Linked DNA regions of Mus musculus: regions 1 and 2 are each linked to region 3. Evidence: chromatin contacts called from public Hi-C and promoter capture Hi-C data. All regions are on one chromosome and are shown on one strand. Each heading gives the region's core, a stretch centred on a gene start, on an enhancer-like site or on the middle of the called end of the contact. The rest is flanking DNA. Distances are from core to core; before and after follow the strand shown. Region 1 has its middle 74 kb from the start of 1700094M24Rik. Region 2 holds the start of Jazf1 (JAZF zinc finger 1). Region 3 holds the start of Tax1bp1 (Tax1 (human T cell leukemia virus type I) binding protein 1).

Region 1 (2,700 bases), core at 127-2,626, 300 kb after region 3:
TCCTGAGAATTGTCCTCTGGCCTCTACACATGTGCACACATACACTCACACACACATTCTTACACACATACATACACACTCATATTGAAAAAATAATGTAATAATTTGTTTTTAAGAGCCATATCATCTGGCCCTTTGATTTTAGTGGAGATGTAAAGACTGATTTGAAAACAGAATTCTTTGAAATAAATGTGAAGTCATTTGTTCATTTTATTTTTCACTTTTGCGGTGCTGAGAATCAAACCTAGGGCTATAAACAGGCTATGCAAATGTTCCACCACTTAGCCAGAGCCCTTAAAAAAATATCATAGTATGTGTGTTGTGGGGAGGTCGGGGGTACGTGCATACCATAACACACATATGAAGCTCAGGGAACAACCTTGAATGTCAGTCCTTGAAATTTACCTTGTTTGAGACATTGTTTCTCTGTGGCTCACTGCTATAGATACCAGATTAGTTAGCTCAAAAGTTGCTGGTGATTGTCCTGCCTGTGTCTCCTGTGTCCAGTTAGAGGCATTACAGATGACAGTTACTATGTACTTTTATGCAGCCAAACTCAGGAGGTCAGACTTGGGCGGCAAGTCCCTTAACGACTAAGCCTTCTCCCCAAACCAGCCCTCGGCTTCTCTGAAGCTCTTAGTAATCCACTAGGTGCTCTCTTGTAATCCCAGTGCACTGGAGGCTGAGACAGAGGGATCAAGTTCAAGGCCAATGGAGTGAGAACTTCTATTAAAAAGAATCAAATCGCCATCATCATCTTAGGTGGAAAATGGGCAAAACTGTTACCGTTGCCTCTGTTTCTAGTGATGAAGGAGTGGAAACTAAGACGGTCCAAATCAGAAGCCCAAGTGAAGCCCTGCCCAGTTCACTCAAGGCTCAGTGACACTGTGCTCTCAGAGCCCTGTGACAGATGAGCTCCCTCGCAGAGGAACATCTGGAATGATTTTAGGTGACAGAACTGCATATAATGGAAATAGACATCCTGAAGAATCAATATTAAATCAAGAGGCCATCAGCTAGGTGGTATTCCCGCCTTAGCCCCGCTGAAGACATTGGGAGGAATTATTTATTGTTAGGACATTTTTCATCTTGGGAACATCACTGACACCTTTATTTTAATAATTTTTTCCAGATGACCCTGCTTGGGGCCTTTCTCTGGAACAGCGTCTTATTAATTACTTTCAGAGTCTTGGCTTTGTATGTGTCCAGACAGGGGTGAGGGGACCAGAACCATCCAGATTCTTCCAGATCCTTGTGTCCAACTCTTAATCCAGTTATTAAAAGGCTGTTAAAATAACTCCTTCCTGGAGCCGCTCCACGGAGGCGGAGTGAAGAGGAAGGACTTTGCAGCTGCCCTGGCCCTGCCTGGCTGGCCCTTATTCAAACACTAACGCTCGCTCGCTCACTCACAACCTCCTTTGATTTACACGGCTGCAGCCCAACTGTTTTGAAAAGCTGATGTTGTGGAATCTTTAAGTCCTCTGTGACCTAGGTCACCAAAGACAGGAGCAATTTAGTAAAAGTATTAATTGAAACTCTCTTGACAAGCCCCACTCCTTCAGATAAAGTCACACATCAAACCCACACAGGCCGCCAGGCTATTCTGAGCTGCCTGAGCTTTTCAATATCTCATAAACAGGCCCCTCAATCACTACAATCTAATAAGGCTATAATCATCATTGACACTATAATGATTAAAATGAATAAAACCCATTAAGAAAAGTCATGTTGAGTTATTAAAAGTTTCGCTCTGTGTGATATGTAATCTTTTATCCATTTTTTATGATGAGATCTGTAACCATCTATCCACAAAAGACCATTAATTTACTGCGCTGTGGATGTTACCATGCTCTTTAGTTTAACAGCTTATCATTGATTTCTTGAGGGAGATATTATATTTGGAGAAATACACATGGAACCAAAGCCCGAATGTTCTGTAAATTTCCCACTGACAGGATGATCAAAGAACTGGGGCCTGCTGGGCCACACAGGGCTGGTGAGCAAGTTCTCTAGAGCAGAGAGAGCCCTCAGGCTACCAGGGAGCATCTCAGGGCTTCTAAGGAAAGGTCATGTGTATGGCTGGGGTGGGGGGGGGTTGGAGGGAGAAAACGATAAAATGTCCATTAACTGGAGCCTAGTTAACTGGCTTATTGGCATCTATTAGAAACAAATTGCAAACAAAAGTGATCCTATTATAAACTTCTCCTCATCCCTTGTGCCAAGGGCGGCCCCTGATTGGTTCAGAAAAGGCCCCAGTAAATACAGTGCGGTCAAATGGCTCCTTTATTGCAAAGAGATTGGGTTTCGGCCAGCAGCAGCCTCCAGCTGCAACTAGCAAGGAACTACAAAGTTGGGCGCCATCCATGGGCCCGACGAACAGAAAGAGCCCTGGAAGGCCTGCTAATGTGCTCCTGCCACATTCTTTCAGTGGAGACTTTCCCCCCTAAGCAAACAGTAATAAAAAAAAAAAATCTGAATGGAGAGATGTGTACACAGAGCGCAGAGTTAAGTGGTGGGGAGCCCATACTTCGTGTGTGCTTTTTCTCATAATAAACTCGGCTTCAATATCTTTACTGCTCATCTCCTATTTAATCTTATTAACAGTAAAACCTAAAAAGATTCTGTAAAGCCAAGAAGAGGATGTTGTCTTGAAAGGCGCTCTTCATTTTCCTGAAATGATTAATAAATCCACTTGCCAGA
Region 2 (2,700 bases), core at 154-2,653, 350 kb before region 3:
TAATGACCTGCTGCCCCAACCATACTCAACTCAACTCTCCCCTTGGCAAATTTGTCACCTTGTAGGCTCAAAGAAGCGACAGACCAGACAAAAATGTCGATGGGTGAGAGAACTCAGCCTCAGCCTTTGTGACTGGGAGATTGTGAAAATTTTCTCCGGTGACAGAAATACTGCATATGTCTGCATTTACATTTACACGAAGTGCCCTAACAATCCTAATATTAGAGATAACACAAGTGGTATATGCAGTTTAAAAAGACAGGGTTGTTATTTTTCTAGGTATATGCACCAGCGGGTAAATGAAATTGTTCTAAAGACAAATGCTAAATTCAGAATGCATGAATAAATTTTTTAAAAATTACACCCTCGAATCATGCACATCTCCTGGTGCTTCTTGAACACCTGGAAGAAAATATACACCTTGTAGGTAAAATGTAACTGCAACTGCGGTTGGAGACCAGAAGAGAACTGGTTCTTAAGAGGCTATCTGGTCAACAGTATGGCTTAAATGCTCACAGGATGATATAATCCTAACTGATTGGTGAAATCTTCTTTTTAAGTGAAAATCGAATTTGCTTTGACTTTCATTTCCAAACCTCTACACTTGCCCCTTTCGTCTTTGGAGCAGCACTGCCAGACCTGAGCCACAACACGGGGTTCAGGAGGTGCGGGAATTTGGGGTAAAGAAATTGAGATTTTTGTTTTCTCAGAAGAATCAGGGAGAACAAACGTGATACATATGTAAAACACAGTCAAATGCACTTGACAACCAAGCGCTCTATTTTGAAATTTAAATAAAGCTAAGATTTTTCTTCTGGCCTAGGGGGAAAGCTTCATTAAAATCAATTAGTTCCTACTAACCTCCAGAGAATACGGACTTTTTAATTTTTTTTTTTAAATGAGAAAGTTTAAAGAACAAGGTGCACACAATTACCTTTCCTGGGTCCCTAGTGAATACCATCGTCACACCTAGACAGGTGGCCAAGTGCAAACAAATGTCCCTAAGAGGGCTGGGTAACTCCCTGAGTGCTCCTCTGGGGTGAAAAGCATGTGTAATTAATAGATGTGTATCTATTAAGAATGTAGCGCGCATAACCAAGGGAGGCTCCAAGCGGACTGCAGGCACCTCACAGGGCGAAAGGGCAGGCCCAGGGACGTAAAGTTGGAGGCGGGAGCTGCCAGGTGAGGCCTGGGTCGCGGAGGTTGGGGCCCGCACAGCTGCAGGCGCGCGCCTGCTCCCTCCTCCCAGCCGCCGAGTCCTCCCCGCCCCCTCCCCCGAGCTCCCGCCGCCTCCCGCTGCCTCCCGGAGGCTCGGCGCTGCGCTCCACCTCGCGCCCCCTCTCCTCCGTCCCGGGCTCGCGCTGCCCTCCCCGCGCCTGCCCCCTCCCCGGCCCCTCCCTCCGCCTCCGCGCGCGCGGCGCTCGCAGAGCCGACTCCGGGGGGCTCTCGATGTAGCACCATGACAGGCATCGCCGCCGCCTCCTTCTTCTCCAACACCTGCCGCTTCGGGGGCTGCGGACTCCACTTCCCCACGCTGGCCGACCTCATCGAGCACATCGAGGACAACCACATCGGTGAGGCCCGGGTGGGCGGGGGTCGGGCGGCGGGCGAGCCCCGGGGTGGCGCGGGCCGGGCGCCCGAGAAGGTGCGGGCGTGGAGGGCCGCGGGGCGCGGGGATGGCCGGCCGCAGGGTGAGGGCGGGCGCGGGCCGCGGGGGGCGGGTGCCGCACGCCGCTTCCGCCCGGCCCGAGCTGTCAGGCTGGCGGGAGCCGGGGAGGCGCCGCGGCGGCAGCCATTCCGCTTCCTCCCCCGCCTGCGTCCTGTCAGCGCCGGTTGCTAGGTGTGGCGCGGCGGGAGGGGGCCGCGGCGGCGGCGGCGGCGGGCGCGGGGCGCGGGGCGCTGCGTGCTCTGAGCGGCGCGGGCGCGGGGCCCGGCCTGGCGCGGCGGCTGCGGTTCGGGCGGCTGCGGGCCGCGCCCATCCCTGGCCGGAGCGCCCCGAGGCCCCGGTAGCAGAGGGGAGCCCGCGGGCGGCGGGCGGGCGTGTCGCGGCGCCCGCGTTGCGGCTAGGCCGGAGGTGCGCCGGTCCCCGCGGGGCCTGCGCGGCGCGGGCGCGGGGACGCGGGGGAGGGGCGCCCCGCGGGGCCGGTTGTGTCTCCCGGGACCCAGGGACCTCCTAAGTCCTGCGCCCCACGGAAGTCCTTGCATCACATTTGCACGCTCATCCCCACCCCTGCGGAGGGAGATGGGTCTGGTGCTTCTGGCTCAGAAGACCCAGCCACCTGCAGAAGGTGTGGCCGCTCCCCGGAGTGGCCTGGTGGGTGAAGAGGGCAGCCGGTTCCCTGGGTGAGGCTACCTGTGAATTGCTTCGAGAAGACCAAATGAATGACATGGATTCGACCATGTGGATGCAGCTCACGTTTCTGCAAAGTTGAGAGAGTAAATCACGACTGCTGTGCATTTATGCACGAATAAAATGAGGCAGAGCCTCATGCCCCTTTGCTTTGTAGAATGCTTTCTCCTTGCACACAGTGGGCGCTTAATACGCGCTAAGTGCCAGTTTAGAGCGGGATTTGCTGGGCCATCCAGAATGGGAGCTAATCATGGAAACTGTCTGCAGAATGCCTTTGAAAACAGAAATCTGATGAGTAATTGTCAAGCTTTGAAATTTTTCAAAGTTTCAAAGTATCTCCTTAATAGTTT
Region 3 (2,700 bases), core at 124-2,623:
GACTGTGATTCTAAGAGCAAATGGTATGCAGCTAATGTAATAACTTGAAAACAAATAATACAATACAACTGTATTTGAAATTTAACAAATAACAAAGACGAGGGGGAGGAGGTTAACCAGTCATTCCTAGCATAGTCAAATATATTCTTGCAGAAATCTAAGATAAGTTCAGGGCGTTTGCCTAACATTCGAAAGGGACATACAGAAATCCAATTTACCCCTGAGAAGAATAGAATGGAGGCGAGTCCTTGGCCTCAGCTTCTTCTCCACACCTAGAGGGTAACCTGGAGATCACAAACCCACTTAATCAACCCACTTTTAAGGAATGTTATTCAAATAACCATTTTCGAATGTTTTGGGATTGAACACTAAAATTTTAATTATATTTGTTCGTGTCCTAATCATGAATTTTTACCACTTGGCAAAAAGCAGCATACTTGGCAGATACTTAGCATTAAAATGTCTAACATACCAACATAACGATAAAGCCGGAAATCTATCATAGTCAAACGCCACAACGTTTTCCAACAAAACTTTCAGGAACAAATTGTACTTCATATTTCTCAACAGGGAAATACAAGCGAACACCCCAGCTACGTTCTAACAGTACAGTTTTCGGGCGATGAGCGCTAGCCAGAACACGTCTTGCACCTTCCGCCGGGTCCAAAACACCGGGGAGAGTCAGCAGTGGGTGGAGCGAGGGAGGCGGAGTCGTGAAATCAAGTCCAGACGACCACAGAGCGAAGCGATCCTCCCCAAGATTTCTTAAAGCCTTCTCTTGGGCACCAGAGGGGGAGGGCTGCTTTCCAAACAGCAAGACTCAACTAATCTCTCAGCCCAGGAGAAGCCGGAGATCAAGCCAAGCCAGGTAAACAGCCAAACCAGGCGACACAGGGAGTCCCCGCCTCTTCCTCCAGCGGAGACTCAAACCAAAACAACCCAACGGGTCCTCCCCGGCTCGCCGCGGCCTAGCGCGCCCGCCACCCGTCCCTGGCTTGTTAGACGCCGGGGCCAGCCGGGGCCAGCCGCGGCCTAGCACGCCCGCTCCCGCCACGCTTCCCACTCTACGGTCACCCCAAGCCCAAAACACGTCACAATCGCGGCCCGGGGGAAGCTCGTCCTTGGGAAAGAGAGCTTCGTCACCACGGAGACCGTTCCCAAAACTCGCCAGGCCCGGGTTCCAGGGCCGAGACGGAGCGCGAGCGCCGGTTACCTCGAAAGCACGCGGCCCGTCCGCAAACCTTACCGGTCAGGGCCTCCGCCCCGCACGCTACGCCGCGCCCCGAACCTCCGCGGCCACCACCACTGCCTCTCAGCGTAGACCGGCTACACCTTCTCTAAGCGGAGAGCCGGCGGTGCGTCACTTCCGCCCCAGGGAGGCTCGCTTCCGCCTCTGCTGCTGCGCATGCTCTGCGGCGACACGCCCCACTCGCTAGCTGTAAAGAGTCCTTTAGTGGTTTCCCTGACAGCTTTTTCCTCTGTGGCTTTTGGTCAGTGATGTAGTCACCTCAAAACACAGTCCGTTTGAAACAAATTAACTGACTTACCAGCGAAATGGGAAGGATCGCTCAGAGGCCAGGTGACCTGGGTCTTAAATATCAGTCTAAGCTAATACATGTTTCAATATATACAGAAGCCCCAAGAACTGTCATAGCTATCACGAATTGAACCATCATATTCCCGTGTTGCTATGAAACTAATGACATTTACCGTATCACCAGCGAAGAAAGCATAACATTAAACAGAACAATAATATACAAAACTCTAATTTCAAGTTCTTTCATTTTCCACACAATTCAAGTCCACATTGGCCTCCATAAGACAGGTTCTTAATATTTGCTGATTCATTTGTTTCTTATATATTGAAATTTTTTAAGTTGGGTGTCTGTGTGTTTGCTTGTTTGTTTGTTTAAATAGGGATCTCTTCATTCTGGTCCTCCAAAAGGAAAAATTACTGTTGAGAGACATAGGCTGTTGAAGCAAAAGTTAAGTTCGGCATTGTGGGTTTTAAAGAAATATTTATGATTAAGACGGTAGTGTATTCATGAGATAAGTAATATTCCAACACAAGATATGATGGATTTGAATAAAATACACTTGCTTCCATGAAGTTCCAATTCAAACTGCACATTTAACAGAGAAAGGTAAGCTATATAAGGCAAAAGTAATTTTAGAAATTTAAATTATTTTCACTTCCATATCACGATCAACCAAGTCTTCCTTTTGAGGTATTTCTTCCTGTGCTGCTCTAGAAAACAACCACAAGGGAAAGCAGGTCACAAAACCACAATGTCTATAATAATATAATGAAATTGAGATCTTTTGCGTTTCAGACACTTCATTTTAGTGCAACTATAGGGGAAAATGCCCTGGAGAGAGAGAAAGAGAGAGTGAGAGAGAGATGAACAGACAGACATCTCAGGGCATTTAACCACAAAGGGGCATTCTGTTGGTCAGGAGACACAGCTACCAAAATGCAGGGCAGGGTTTTAGTTTTTAACTTCATACAGAACCTCCTTACTGAGATTACTCAAGACCCCATGATTGCTCTCATGGCTGGCTGTGAGTTAAGGCATTCTACTGCTCCAGGGTGAAGACATCCTGTTACTTTTTTAACTAATTGATTTATTCACTTTACATTCCAATATTACATCTCCTCCCAGTCCCCTCTGCAGCTCCACCCCTCATCCCCTCTCCTTC

The links. Promoter capture Hi-C pulls out the DNA fragments that hold promoters and counts their contacts. Hi-C and Micro-C count contacts between places; a contact is called where the count stands out from the background.
Region 1: a Hi-C map of uterus shows a contact between it and region 3, with 2.2 times the contacts expected there. The contact joins the enhancer-like site here to the promoter of Tax1bp1 in region 3. A contact is called at or near these places in 3 of 484 Hi-C or Micro-C datasets (3T3-L1-derived adipocytes and uterus) and 1 of 115 datasets of contacts at active chromatin or transcription factors (embryonic stem cells).
Region 2: a promoter capture Hi-C map of pre-B cells shows a contact between it and region 3. The contact joins the promoter of Jazf1 here to the promoter of Tax1bp1 in region 3. A contact is called at or near these places in 3 of 39 promoter capture datasets (hematopoietic stem and progenitor cells, liver and pre-B cells) and 1 of 484 Hi-C or Micro-C datasets (embryonic stem cells).

The regions. Positions count from the first base shown.
Region 1 is chr6:52,417,292-52,419,991 of GRCm38.p6, reverse strand. No RefSeq gene overlaps it. Among named protein-coding and RNA genes, the nearest start is that of 1700094M24Rik, 74 kb to the left of the region's middle. Within about 2 kb of position 1,376, at least 37 of the 459 cell types and tissues checked have an H3K27ac peak or open chromatin away from gene starts, as enhancers often do. A contact at or near this core is called in uterus, where this site is marked.
Region 2 is chr6:53,067,327-53,070,026 of GRCm38.p6, reverse strand. It overlaps Jazf1 (JAZF zinc finger 1), which reads left to right and starts at 1,403. Exons shown (of 5, transcript NM_173406.3): 1 at 1,403-1,574. The coding sequence starts at 1,460. Gm33097 (a long non-coding RNA gene) reads left to right here and starts at 2,032. Exons shown (of 2, transcript XR_377680.3): 1 at 2,032-2,700.
Region 3 is chr6:52,712,402-52,715,101 of GRCm38.p6, reverse strand. Tax1bp1 (Tax1 (human T cell leukemia virus type I) binding protein 1) reads right to left here and starts at 1,373. Exons shown (of 18, transcript NM_025816.3): 1 at 1,247-1,373.